Linked DNA regions of Mus musculus: region 1 is linked to region 2. Evidence: chromatin contacts called from public promoter capture Hi-C data. All regions are on one chromosome and are shown on one strand. The core of a region is the stretch at or near the end of the contact, and the rest is flanking DNA. Distances in the headings are between cores, read along the strand shown.

Region 1 (6,603 bases), core at 3,139-5,638, 170 kb after region 2:
TGAGCTTGGTTTCCATAGGCGAGAACAGTTTGAGTTATCCCAGGCTGCCATGCATGACCAGGAGCGCTATGAAGACTCCCACCTAGGGGGATACCGGCGGATCTACCCGGGGCCCGACTCCGAGAAATACGCACCTTTCTTCAAGCACAATGGCTCCCTCTTCCAGGAGACAGCTGCCTCCAAGGCCAGAGAGGAGTGTGCCAGGTAACTTGGCTGCATTCCCTCTGTGTGAGTGGGTTAGGGGCAAAGCCTGACAGCAGACTGCTCCCTAACAGGAGAAGAGGAGGCTATACGCTTGAGAAGAGAGCAACAATTCTAACAGGTTCTTTCTGCGTGCAGGCCCATCCCTGCATGCCTTCACTGGAATGTGTGATGTATATGTATGCAATGTGCGCGCACATGTGCATGTGGAGGCCAGAGGACAACCTTGGGTATTGTTCCATAGCTGGTCACCTTGTGTGTTTTTAAATAGGTAAAGATTACAGTTGCTTATCTGTGTGTGTGTGGACACCACGTGCACATGTAGCAGTTGAGAGATCTTTTAGGAGTCAGTTCTCTCCTTCTACTATGTAGGTTCTAGCAAATGAACTCGGGCAGTCAGGTTTGGTGGTAGCACCTTTACCAGCTGAGCCATCTCGCCAGCCCCACTTTGTTGTTACTGTTTATGTATTCATTTTTAAAGTTTTATGTTTTTAGCCAGGCATGGTGGCGCACGCCTTTAATCCCAGCACTTGGGAGGAAGAGGCAGGTGGATTTCTGAGTTCAACGCCAGCCTGGTCTACATAGTGAGTTCCAGGACAGCCGGGGCTATACAGAGAAACCCTGTCTAGAAAAACCAATTAAAAAAAAAAAACTTTTATGTTTTTAAAACTGGGTCTTAATGGCTGGCCTGGAACTTGCTGCATAGAAGAGACTTGCTCCAAATGCAGAAACCTGTGCTTCCCAAGTGCTGGGACTAAAAGTGCCCCCATGTCTGGCCCACTTTATCTTTTGAGTCTTTTATCGGCCTGAAGCTCACTAACAAGGTTAGGTTAGCTGACCAATGAGAAGCCAGGAACCTGCCTATTTTTTTGTCTCCCCAGTGCTGAGATACAAGCATGTGCTACCATGCCAGGCTTTGTGTTCTTGGATTCTGGGGCTTGAACTCAGGTCCTCATGCTTTCAGGGGAGGGACTTCAGTGCTTGAGTTATCATCCCAGCCCACTAACAGAGTCTTAATGACTCTTTCCTTCGCTGTGTTTCCTATACTCTAATCAATTCCAGCAACACCAGGTGTTCCTTTCATTAGCCCATCATCCTGTTTTTCCCCACACCATCTCTCCTGTGTCTGAAACTGCTGTGTCTCATCAGGCAGCAACTGGAAGAGATTCGCCTAAAGCAGGAACAGCAGGAGAACCCAGGCACCAAGAAGCGCAAGGAAAACAAGGAGCAGAATCAGGGAGAATCGGCGGGGGAGAAAAGCCGATCCCGAACAGCTACTCGGGTCCTTGCCACCAGCTTGGCATACAGGAACCGGAACCGGGAGAAAGAGGTGTCAGGGGTGTGGCTCTTACCTTCTCACACAAGACTTAATTGGGATTCCTAGGGAAGGGAACCCTTGCTGTCCCCTCTCTCCTCGCTTGAGAGAGACGAGTCTCTAACTAGTAAATTGGATCTGACCTTTTGGAACAGAAGGTGAGAGAATGGACAGCTAAGGGAATCTTACAGTGCGGCCCGGAGAGGGAAGGAAATAGAATGGGCCAGGGGTCCTGCAGCCATTCTTGCTGGTGGTATGAGGCTCGTCTTGGACATCCTGTATCTCTCCTGTCCCTTGTAGCTGCTGCCAGTACAACTGGACACTACGCAGCCTCAGGACATCGTGGAAGAGGAGGAGCTCGAGCGGATGAAGCTCCTGCTACAGAGAGAGAACCTCATCCGCAGCCTGGGCATTGTAGAGCAGCTCACCCGCATGCTGTACCCTAGCCACCGGAGCCACAGAAAGCTTCATGAGTATCGGGTGAGGGTCCCTGCGAAGCCTCTCACAAAGCAAGGGAACAAGGGCTGTGATGCCAACACGTGGTGGTGGTTTCACCAAAGGAGGTTCTTGTGATGGTACCTGTCACGGGAGCCTGGGAGAGGCTCTGCTGGTTCCATGATGTCTGTTCCCAGGCTCCCTTGGGTTTGGTATTGCAATCCAGCCAAGTGCAGCTCCCAACTTTCTCAGTTGCAAGGGACTTGTTGTCTCTATTCCTATTTCACAGTATCCCACAACTCATGACTGACAAATAACAAGGCCACCACCATGCTCAGTGGCTTCTATGTACTTACCCTAGTATTGGCAATGCCCTGGCTCTAATGGGAGCTAAGTAAACAGTCTTGGGCCAACAAAACAGCTGCCGTTTTCACTATTCCCTGGGCTAGTAGCAAACCTGTTGGGCCCTCTGTTTTTGATGAACCCCAAAAGAATAACTAGTTAAACAATGGTTATGGCCTAGGAGAGATTGTTTTATTTCCAACACTCTATCCAGACTCCCAAGAAATATGGTAAGGGGCTGCTCTTCTCCTCTAGCCTAGATTTCACCAGGACGGGCTGAGCAGTCAAGAACTGCAACCTGTGAATTTGGTCCCATTGGTGCTTCTGAGAGGGGCTGCCTCAGAGCAGATCCCTCCTCATTTCCTGCAACCACTTCGGCCCCACGAGTTGATCCCCAGGATCTTAGGGCCGCTATCAAGCATCAATCCCGCAATTGCACAGCATTCCCGGTACCATCTTCAGCCCAAGAACTTCAACTGGATAGGAGATTCAGCAGCCACGGGCCCCTGTTCATTGTCAATGAAGAAATCTGGGAGGCACTATATTTCCAGCTCTAGAGTCAGGCTCACTAGCCGTAAGTATTCAAAAATAGCCTTGGTCACTTTTGACTGGTGTAAATTCCTAGTAGCAAATGTTACAGCTGGGCTGCTCCTAGGATACAAAGTGGCATTCCTGGTAGTATAGGCATGGGGGGAAGGCAGTGGACCCGTTTATTTACTTGCTTCTATCTAGTGACCCTGGTGATAGAGATGACAGACCAATTCCAGCCCTCAACCAAGGTTAACAGGGAAATGGACATGTAAACAGGCTAATTAAGATCCAGTGTGGTAGAGATGCTAGAGGGAAGCATGGGATGCCAGTCTTGTGTGTTACTGGAGCACAGATGGGAAAGAGGTGAGAACATCTCTTTTGTGGGTACTACAACTTAGTGGGGGTCCATGTCTCTACTGCAGAAGGCCAAGCCAGCAGAAGGCTAGAAGCCATAAACAGAGCCCTGTCAGGATCAGTGCCACCCACTCTAACCCCAAGGCAGGGCTATCTTCTGCAGCCCAAAAGACAGGAAAATGGCTCATGGACTGAATGCTGCACCTTGCCCTCCATGGTAAACTCTGAACACAGAGGAAGCAAGGCTGGGGATCTTCCCCTATGCCCTGCCTCTGCACCAGTACTGCAGCATTCCAGCCCACTCCTCAACATCATCCAACACAGGTAAAAGAAGGAAAGCCCAGCACTCAACCAAAACAGCAAATGGTCTTCAATCTTTGCTAATTGAAAGACTGCCAACAAGTTCCAGATTGAAAAGCTCTGGCCAGGACCTTTGTTTGCAAAAGGCAAAAAACACGGAGACACCAAGAGTTCTTCAACATTCTAAGATTCTTTGGGGATCGGTAAAGACTAAAAGATGAAGAGCTAAGGCCAGCTTGTATGCATCGCTGCTCACCAAGCCTTAGGCTGAGTTTATCCCTAAGCGATGGGTCTGAACCCTGGGTATGGCTTGGGGCTGGAGGTCACTGGGCAACAAGGAATTCCTTTCCCGGAGGAGTCAAAAGCGACTACGGTGTAGTCGCCATCAGAAGATTGCTGAGGGTACGCCCTTCCTGCCACAGTGGCAGAATCAGGCAGGCCTGGGCAGCCTGTGCCAGAGGGGCGGCTCTGGGCAACTGAACCCGTCTTTTTATTAAAGTTTATGTCGTTTTCCAGGCGCGTGCTGTACCTCCTTTCGATCCTCCCGTCTGAGGCAAGCTCTTCTCATAGTTACAGCAGGGACGCCCAGCCCAGCCTGGTGACTAAGGCCTGTAGTTCCAATTACTTAGGAAGTTGAGACAAGATGATGAATTTAAGGCTAGGACAATTTAGACCGTTTCAAACATTTTTTCCTTTTTAATGGCTAGGGAGATAGCTCAGTGGCAGTAGCTTGCCTAGCATGTACAAGGCCCTAGCTTGGCTCCCCAGCACCACAAAACCAAAATCAGCAGGAAAGGGTGGGTAACTGGACAATACAAGGACAGCCCCCGCCCACCCAGGAAACGAAAAGCGTAGGATACCGTCTAACTTCCGGTTATTCCTTTCTGCTTCCGGGTTCGCCCTCCCACTTCCGGTGCTTTCCGGTCGCGAGCTGTAGATACCACCTCGCGTCGCAATGGCGCTCTCTCTGAGCCTCTTTTTGGGCGGTCGTGTCCGCACCTCTCTCGCTCGCTGTGGGTTCGCGTCCCAGGTCATGGCGGGCCCGGGTTCTGTCAGCTGCGAGCCGGACCCCGATTCCGACTGGGAGCCGGAGGAGCGGGAGCTCCAGGAGGTGGAGAGGTACCTGCTTCGTGGCGAGCCCTCAGCCTGGAGTTAGGCTTCGCGCCCCGGCGTTCCATGCGCCCCCCCCCAGCTCCGGGCGTCCGGCAGCCGCGTCTGCACAGGCTCTAGTTTCTTCTCATCCGTTGTCTAGGGCACAGGGGCAAGTGATCAGCTCCCTTGACACCCTAGGTCCCGTTGCTTAGTGACGTGTTTCATCACCCGTTAGAGAGTTCGGCATGCTTACGTTCAGGTGCTGTAGGTGTTAGGTTTCTGGGGGCAGTGCACCCAGAGTGCTTTAACCTGGCAGACATGCGGTCAGACGAGAGGGCTGAGCTCTCCAAGATTTAGTTGGATGCTTTTTGAAACACTAGTCTTGCTTCCAAGCTCGGCTTTTGCCATTGGTTCTTTCCCCCAGCGCTTTGAAACGTCAGAAAAAAGCAATGCGATTCCAGAAAATACGAAGGCAAATGGAGGCTCCAGGTGCACCACCCAGAACACTGACGTGGGAAGCCATGGAGCAGATCCGGTGAGACGTTGCTTACAAAATGGGATTTACCTTTTGGGGGATTTTAAGTATTTAGTATTATTGCCTTTAAAATAGAAAGCGTCATAATAAGGAACTTCCTAAACCTGTCCAGAATTTTGTTTGTTTTGCGATGCTGGGATCAGCACAGGGACTTGCTTATGGTCCACTGAGGTCATCACCTCCTAAGGACATACCTAGCTTGGTAGGTACATTATGGACAGTTGATTGAAGTTTGGAAAGCTCTTCTTTTGAGGCAACCTCATGTAGCCAGCTGACCTCCAGGACACTGTAGACAAGGATAGCTTTGAACTCTTGTCTTCCTGCCTCTGCCATCTGAGTTTTGTAATTGAGATTAAAAGTATGTACCAACGCTCCTGGATTTTTATTTTATTTATGTATTTGTTTATTTATTGACAAGACCGCTCTGTAGACCAGGTTAGCCTGGAATTCTTGGGGCAATTCTGACTCTGCCTCCCAAGTTCAGGGATTACACTGTGTATGAGTCACTACTCTTACTTGAAAGGCGTCTGAAACGAATTTTCTTTAAGGGGGCTGGAAAGATGGCTCAGTGGCTCAGTGGCTAAGAGCACTGACTGCTATTCAAAAGGTCCTGAGTTAGCTGGACATGGTGGCGCATGCCTTTAGTCCCAGCACTTGGGAGGCAGAGGCAGGCAGATTTCTGAGTTCGAGGCCAGCCTGGTCTACAGAGTGAGTTCCAGGACAGCCAGGGCTACACAGAGAAACCCTGTCTCAAAAAAAAAAAAAAAGTCCTGAGTTCAATTCCCAGCAACCACATGATGACTTACAACCATCTGTAATGGGATCTGATGCCCTCTTCTGGTATGTCTGAAGACAGATACAGTGCACTCATAAAATAAATAAAAATTTGTTTTTTGTTTTTTTAAGATTTCTTATTTATTTATTATATGTAAGTACACTGTAGCTGTCTTCAGATGCACCAGAAGAGGGCATCAGATCTCATTACAGATGGTTGTGAGCCACCATGTGGTTGCTGGGATTTGAACTTCGGACCTTCAGAAGAGCAGTTGGGTGCTCTTACCCACTGAGCCATCTCACCAGCCCCCTTGGTTTTTTTTCTTTTTTTTTTTTTTTTTGAGACAAGGTTTCTCTGTGCTGGGATTAAAGGCGTGTGCCTTTAATCACCCGGCTTAAATATTTTTTTTAAAAAGAATTTTCTTTTAAGTATTAAGGTTTTTTTTCTTTCCTCCGCTTTTAGGAGCTTGGGGGCGATAGCTCAGTTAGTAACTTGACTGGCAAAATGGGGATCTCAATTTGGTTCCCCATTACCCATGGAAAAAGCCTGATGTGGTGGCATGCTCTTGTAATTGTAGCAGTGCTGAAATGAGAAGCAGAAACACGGCATACCCCTGGCGCTAGAAGGCGGGTTAGTCTAGCCTCCATGGTGAAGTTGCAGACCAGTGAGAGACCCAGTCTCCAAAGGATAGAAGGTGCTGGAAAACTTACAGTAGGGATTGTC
Region 2 (6,921 bases), core at 1,514-4,013:
GGTACCTCTCAGACCTCCTCCTGTCTCCAGAGATGCTTTGACAAACCTACCTTGCTTGGCTGAGTTTGTCCTTGGAGAGCCCAGGACCAGGGTAGGGCTGGTTTGGTGCAGTAATGTAGAAAAACTACTCCTGCCGGTGCTCCTGAAGTAGAGCTTTGCAAGTTCACAGGAGCACTTGTGGGATGGCTGGGAGGTTGATCAGCCTTTCGGTGTACACGATGAGGTTGCAGGCAAACATTGGATGAGGTGAGGTCTGGGGAGCACTTGGCATGCAGTGGGTACTACATGAGTCCCATAGCAAAGGGGGAACCAGTGATAGGCATTGCAGGTGACCCAGGAGGGCTTAGTGACCTAGCAGGGACAAGGCCCTTCCTTGTACACCTAGCAGTAGGGTTTGTAACTGCCTGGATACGAAGACGGAGGAAACAGAGGCTGGACTTTAAGGTCCACCCCCGTTCCCCCCTTCTTGCAGGATGCTGGGGATGCCCAGTGGTTAGGCCTAACTGTGCCTCTCTCTTATAGACCCCATGATGGAGCTGGCAGGCCCTGACCCCTCTGAACTTGACAACCATCAGGAGATGGAGGACTTCGAGGAAAACGCCTACACCTACAGCAGTGTGGACAGCAGCGCGGAGGCCAGCACCCTCACTGAGCAGGCCATGAAAGAGATGGCCTACTACAATGTGCTATAGCAGGCCGCTGAGTGGGCGGGGAGGGCGCAGGGTGAGACCCACATACTGAGGGCTGCCCCTCTGCAGCCCAGAACCAAGCTACTGCCCACTGCCTGGCCCTCCTCCCCCCCAACCCTCAAATCATTTGCACCACTAGGGATCTTTAGACCAAATGGAGACTCTACTACTGTCCTTGCAGGGAGCTGGCCACAGGCCTAGGCATCCCGGTGAGGGAAAGGTAACCAGGAGGTCCGCATCTGGTTCTCCTTGGCCTGCTGCTGTGCGTGGGCAGGGGGAATGCCAGTGAGGCCTCTTACAGGCACAGACTTAGAGGTCTTCCCCAAGCCACCTCAGGCGCGGAGGCGCTCTCCAGGAAGAGAATGCTTGAGCCAGGCCTTGTCTCTCTTCTGCACCGACTCTGGCCTTTAAGGACATCTGAACCCCTGCACTGGCCGACACTGCCCACCCCCACCCTGGTCAGACCCAAGAACCTCTTCCCTCCCCCTATCACTCAAGAGCCAGGCAGGGCACTCTGCCTTCTACCTCCTGGGCCTCCCCTTGCTCCATGCAGGCATGCATGCGGCCCTAGCCCTGGCCCTGCCTGTCGGAGAGCTGAGGGGAGTCCAGCCTCCAGAGCACCCTCCCAGCTGGCCTGCAGAGCTCCCCTGCCCCAGCCTCGTTTGAAAGAATGTCCCTAATGTGCATTTCAACACAGTTCATCCAGGTCTGTTCCAAGCTAAGGTACCAACCACAGGGTCCTCACCAAACAAACCCAGGACATGCCCTGCATCTGGCAAGCATTAACAAAGATAGATGGCGGCTCCTTGAGCCAGCGGGGAGGGAGGGTCGGGGTGACATCTCTGGGACCAAGAGTGGCTGTCCTCAGGGGAAGCCAAGGAAGACCACCCGTGGGAAGAGGGGAACTAGAATGGTTTTGGTTTTGGTTTTTTATGAGCAAGCAGGTGTCGTGGGGAGTGGGTGAGCTGTGGCTCAGCCGGCTCCGGAGGAAGAGCAACATGTTTAACTGAAGACCAGAGAGAGGGAGGGGAAAATTCTGTTTGCAGCAAGAAGGGTATTGTGAAAGAAATTTATGTTTTCCTTTCCAACTCTCCTGTCTATCATCTTTGATGGAGAGGGGTTTTTTTTGGTTTCTGTTTCTATTGGTTTGTTTTGGGTTTTTTTTTTTTTTTTTGGTTTTTGGTTCGTCCAAGCCTCAGCTTTCTTGTGTGCTGTGTGTACTTCCTGCCTCCCTTTCCGAAAGCAGCCATGCCTGAGGGGCCCTGGCCCAGGTGTATCACTAGCTGGGAGCCTCAGAAGGCTAAGGCAGGAGGGAAGTGGGGGAGGCAGAGAACCTACCCGGCCCTCTCCAGTCAGCTGGCCCTCTTCACCTGTCCCCTCCCCTCCCCCCTGTCCTCCATCCATAAGCTCGCAAGCACCCAAACCCCTGCCCACAAATCCCAAGGCCCCCAAGGGGAGGAGCAGGCGGGACTAACCCCAAAAAGGCATAGATGAAGCCACCAGCTTTGGCTGAAAAACCAAGAGGGGGAGACCAGCTGAGGCAGAGGGTGTTGATTCGCAGTGTGACAGCCCCCAAGCCAGGCCTCAGGGTGACTGTTCAGGACTGGGGATGAGGGGGACACAGTGGCCCAGGTGTGGTTTCCCATGGCTCCCGGCCTCCCAGGTGCCCATCATGATGACCCTCAGGTGGCAGTGATTAGCTATCACTGTACAAGACATTTATTTCTCCTGCTGAGCAGAAGGCATCACCCCTGCAAACTACCTCTTCCCACAATGACTTTCTCCCTGGTACCAAAAAGCACCCTGTACCTCCTCCTTCTTCTCTTCCTCCTCCTCCTCTCCTGCCAACGCAGTGGCCTTGGTCTTGGAACAGAAGGGAGAAGTCTGGCCTGGGTGGGGTCTCCCACTGTCCCCCAGCCTGCCATTGGCACAACCCCCTTGGGGATGCCATACTGAAAAAGCCCCTGCCCTCGCCTTGTGCCGGGCAAAGCGGAGAGGAAGGCACAGCACAGTACACAGTTGGAGCTGGAGGTGGTCCTGGCACAGCTCCAGCCTCACCCCTCCCAGGCTTCTGAAAAGGGTGACTCAGAAGCCCTGGCCGAATTCCACTCTAACTTATTTTGACATGTATACAAACCAACTGTTTAGAGATTCCTCTTGTGCAGAGCCCTACTGTGTTTTTATGTTCCTGTTTAAAAAGAGAAGTTTACTTAGCAATAATTATAAATAAATGAATATTCTTTAGCGAGGTGACTGTACGTGCTTCTTGGTGCTCTTGGAGGCCCTTCCCCCCAAGGAGGTCCCAACAAGGCTCCCTAGTCACATGCCAGACAGCATCCCCCTCTGGAACTACAAGACAATCTCAGCCACCTGACCTGCCAGAGAGTTGGGGGGTGGGTGGAGGAGAACATGCTCCGAGTCCCAAGGGCAGGTTTTAGGTCTCTGTAGCCCGGATCTACCTGTGAAGGCCTGGGACAACAGATGAGTTCTCCCACACACAGCTTCTTTTTCCCGGTTGTTTTGAGACTTTTTACAGCAGGCTCACACTGTCTACCTGTGTCTGGCCTAGAACGCAACCATCTTCCTGTCTCAGCTTCCTGAAGCAAGACTACACGTATGTGTGTACACCTGGCCTTTTCAGATTTCCGGCCTCCCCAGTGCTGGGATTTCGGGCATGCACTGCCATCCCTGACTTGTTTCCAAATATTCCCACTCTTGGATCTGCAACATAAAACCTGTGGCTAGAGGCAAGCGATAGATAGTTGGTTAAGAGCACTTGCTGCTCTTCCAGAGGACCCAGGTTCAATTCCTACCACCCACATGGCAGCTCAGCAACTGTCTCTAACTCTAGTTCTAGGGTCTCCAATGCCCTCTTCTGACTTCAGTGGACCCTGTATGTACATGGCACACAGATATACAAACAGGCAAGATACCCCATAAAAATACTAAAATAGTCTTTAAACTGGAGGCTAGGGCTGTGGATCAGGCTTGCTGGGTAAAGTACTTGCCTACTATTCAGGAGACCACCCTGGGTTTGATACCCAGCCCTACATACTCAGTGTTGTGATACTGCCCATGATAACTGCATCCAGGAGGTGGAGACTGGAGGCTAAGAAGTTCAAGGTCATCCTTAATTCTATAGAAATTTGAGGCGAGTCTCGGATACACAAAACCATGTCTTTTAAAAAAAAAAGAAAAAAAGGCAGGCAATGGGGATGAGAATTCAGCTTAAGATCTTACTGATGGGGGCTGGAGAGATGGCTCAGAGGTTAAGAGCACCGACTGCTCTTCCAAAGGTTCTGAGTTCAAATCCCAGCAACCACATGGTGACTCACAACCATCCGTAATGAGATCTGACACCCCCTTCAGGTGAGTCTGAAGACAGCTACTAAATAAATCAAAAAAAAAATCTTACTGATAAAATGCTTGCTAAACTCAATTCCCAGCACTGACAACAACCAACTCCAGATACAGAGAACTGACTGCATTATCAAAGTTACCCTAATCTCCAGCAGGACCAAACAAGCAGAAAGAGAAGTCACTGACTGCACAGCGACAGTGCTTTCCATTGAGTGTATATGGGCTTTGGAACAACATTTCCACATCACTTTTCTAGTTGTGCCAAAGGAGAAACCTGAAGGATGGGAACAGGGGATCCCGGACACACAGAGACCTAGGCAAGCCTGAGCGGGCTTGCAAAGCAGAGACTGGGGGATCTGTTTCTAGTGTATAACCTATAACAGGGCAAATGAGCCTGAGCACAGTCGCATAGGCCCTTAATCCCTGCCTTGGGAAGCAGAGAGGTAGACCTTCGTGACTAGAAGACCAGCCTGACCCATAAAGTTCCAAACCAGCTAGAACTGCGTGCTGATGAGGCCTCGTCTCAGCTAAGTTGGTACCAGGATGAAGTTGGGATGCAGAGGTAGAATGCTTGCTTAGTGTACACAAAGCTCGAGGTTGGAGTGTCAGCACTATAAGAGGTGAAAGGTGCATGTGTTATTATAACAAGTATCTACAACATCACAGAATGACAATTCCCTAGATGGAGAAACGGGATCACCTTAGGAGATTCTATGTGAGTCTCTGCCCTTAGGCCCCAGCTAGCTCCACTGGCTCAGCAGCAGACACTGCACGCAACTTTGTGAGGAAGCCAGGGCCTCACCCCCAAAGTCTGGCAACTCAGGCAGCCAGTGAAGAATGCAGGAGGCCCACAGGCTGCCTCGTTCCCTCTCATGAGAAGCAACCCCCTGGCTGACCTATTAACAGCCTGAGGCACCCCAACCCTGTCCCTGGGGGATCCTACCAGCTGCTCCCTCCCACTCGGGGACAAACACATCAAGACAGTTTTGCGAAGAGCTTTTTAGTAGCTAAATATGGCACCATGTGATTCCAGAGCAATATAAATTACAGTATGCAGAACACTGACTGTCTGAGGTAAAGCACACGTTCCTGCCTCATGTCCACCGTGAGGGAAAATGCTCATATACTTTAAAAAACATCTCCATCATATATATATGTAAAAAAATGTCCCCTAGAAAGGCCACCAGAGAGGGGCTGTGAGGCCCACCCTCTGCCATGTACAGAGTACCCACTGGAGCTGAGTAGTGTCCACCCCTACTGCTTGCCCAGAGCTCTGTCCAGGTTGCTCTTAATGGTGTCCAGGAAGTCTGTGGTGTTCAGGAAGTGCTCGTTCAGCTTCACACTGCCGAGAGAACATCAGGGGAGACTCAGGCCTCCTGGAGGCCATCAACCAAGCCATTCCCAGGCTCATTAGACCTCAGGCCACCAGGCCCAGGTCCAAGTTTGCTAGTAGCCCACTGCTAGAGGGTCACAATAAATTTGGCAGAAAGTTTAAAGTAACAAGCTACCGGGCACAGGCCTCATAAAAGAAGCTGGGGAAAGGTTTAAGGAGGAGAGCAGAGGAACTAAGCAACTGCCAGAGGGCACCAACTCAGACCTGGTCAAGGAAGGCTTGGCCTGAGCCATTTCTCAGGACTTGTCCTGCCCCAGACCCCAGGCAGCTCTACCCACTCATGAGAGAGACTCTTGGGGGGGGGGGGTTCCCCCTGGCTTCCTCCCACCTGCTGGGGTCTCAAGCCCTGTTTCCCAAAGCACACACTTGCTGAGGCCATGGATACAGCCAGCCAGGTCCTTGGTCATCGCTCCGCTCTCCACAGTCTGCACGCACACCTTCTCCAGCGTCTGTGCAAACCTGCGGGGGATGCGGCAGAGTGAGGCCCCGGCATGCTGGGCAGAACTGTGGGCTGCACCTGCTCAAGCCCTCCCCATGAGCTCACCTGATAAGGTCCTGGTTCCCATCCAGCTTCCCACGATGCTCCAGACCCCGTGTCCAGGCAAAGATGCTGGCAATAGGGTTGGTACTGGTGGGCCGGCCCTGGGGACAGGCCACAGGATCAGCTGAGCACCAGACACAGCTATCTACCTCCAGACCGGCAGACCGGGTTCATCCTCCCGGTCATCAGGGCCAGTGGGCTATGGACCTTGAAATGCACACATTTACCTTCTGGTGTTCTCGGTAATGGCGGGTGACTGTCCCATGAGCAGCCTCAGCCTCAATTGTCTTCCCATCAGGGCAGACCAGCACAGATGTCATCAGGCCGAGGGAGCCAAAGCCTGGCGGGGAGGGACAGATCTCTCCTCAGAGCCATGCTTCAGCTCAGAACCCTTCAGCTTAGACTCCACGCCACTGTCACCTCTGTGTGTTCCCTTTCCAGACCCCATAGCCTGAGGCGGTCAGTCTGAAGCCCCCTGGAAGGCCATTTCAGGAAGAAATAAGCCGCCATCAGCAATTTTGCAAGCCTCCCTGTTTCTGACACTGTTAGCCCCTTTATTTCAAATGTCCCCAAATCCAGACTTCAGCTGGAATGGGTCTGTTGTCAAGGACTCTGGAGAATCAAAAAACTCCCCCAGACCCACAAAGAATGTGAAGGCCAGAGAAGAGAAAATGTGGGGAACTTCCATAAGAAAAAGATCCAGCTTGCTTGTGTTCTGAGGTTTTCTTTTTTATTTGTTTGTTCGTTCGTTTGTTTGTTTGTTTGTTTTGTGTAGGGGATGGTGCACATGGGCCAGTGTTACATGTAGAGGTCAGAGGACAGCTTTGCAAGAGTGCTTTCTCCACCATGTAGATTCTGGGGATGAGACTCAAGCTGTCAATCTCCATGGCAAGTGCCTTTACCACTGAGCCATCTCAACGGCCCCTTTTTCTGTTTAT

What was found. Promoter capture Hi-C pulls out the DNA fragments that hold promoters and counts their contacts.
Region 1: a contact with region 2 is called in a promoter capture Hi-C map of neural stem cells. The contact joins the promoter of Ngrn here to the enhancer-like site in region 2. A contact is called at or near these places in 6 of 39 promoter capture datasets (the HPC-7 cell line, frontonasal cranial neural crest, hematopoietic stem and progenitor cells and 3 more), 2 of 484 Hi-C or Micro-C datasets (B cells and bone marrow-derived macrophages), 4 of 115 datasets of contacts at active chromatin or transcription factors (embryonic stem cells, microglia, neural tube and 1 more) and 3 of 9 other capture datasets (adipose tissue, liver and pancreatic islet).

The regions. Positions count from the first base shown.
Region 1 is chr7:80,256,827-80,263,429 of GRCm38.p6, forward strand. Ngrn (neugrin, neurite outgrowth associated) reads left to right here and starts at 4,389. Exons shown (of 3, transcript NM_031375.4): 1 at 4,389-4,597; 2 at 4,995-5,105. The coding sequence starts at 4,434. Ttll13 (tubulin tyrosine ligase-like family, member 13) reads left to right here. Exons shown (of 15, transcript NM_177765.3): 11 at 19-204; 12 at 1,351-1,531; 13 at 1,817-1,996; 14 at 2,549-2,867; 15 at 3,503-3,995. The coding sequence ends at 3,699.
Region 2 is chr7:80,089,813-80,096,733 of GRCm38.p6, forward strand. Zfp710 (zinc finger protein 710) reads left to right here. Exons shown (of 5, transcript NM_175433.5): 5 at 523-2,939. The coding sequence ends at 692. It overlaps Idh2 (isocitrate dehydrogenase 2 (NADP+), mitochondrial), which reads right to left. Exons shown (of 11, transcript NM_173011.2): 8 at 6,211-6,323; 9 at 5,987-6,084; 10 at 5,809-5,901; 11 at 5,034-5,391. The coding sequence ends at 5,304. Among named protein-coding and RNA genes, the nearest start is that of Gm21057, 18 kb to the left of the region's middle. Within about 2 kb of position 2,764, at least 128 of the 459 cell types and tissues checked have an H3K27ac peak or open chromatin away from gene starts, as enhancers often do. A contact at or near this core is called in B cells, neural stem cells and pancreatic cancer cells, where this site is marked.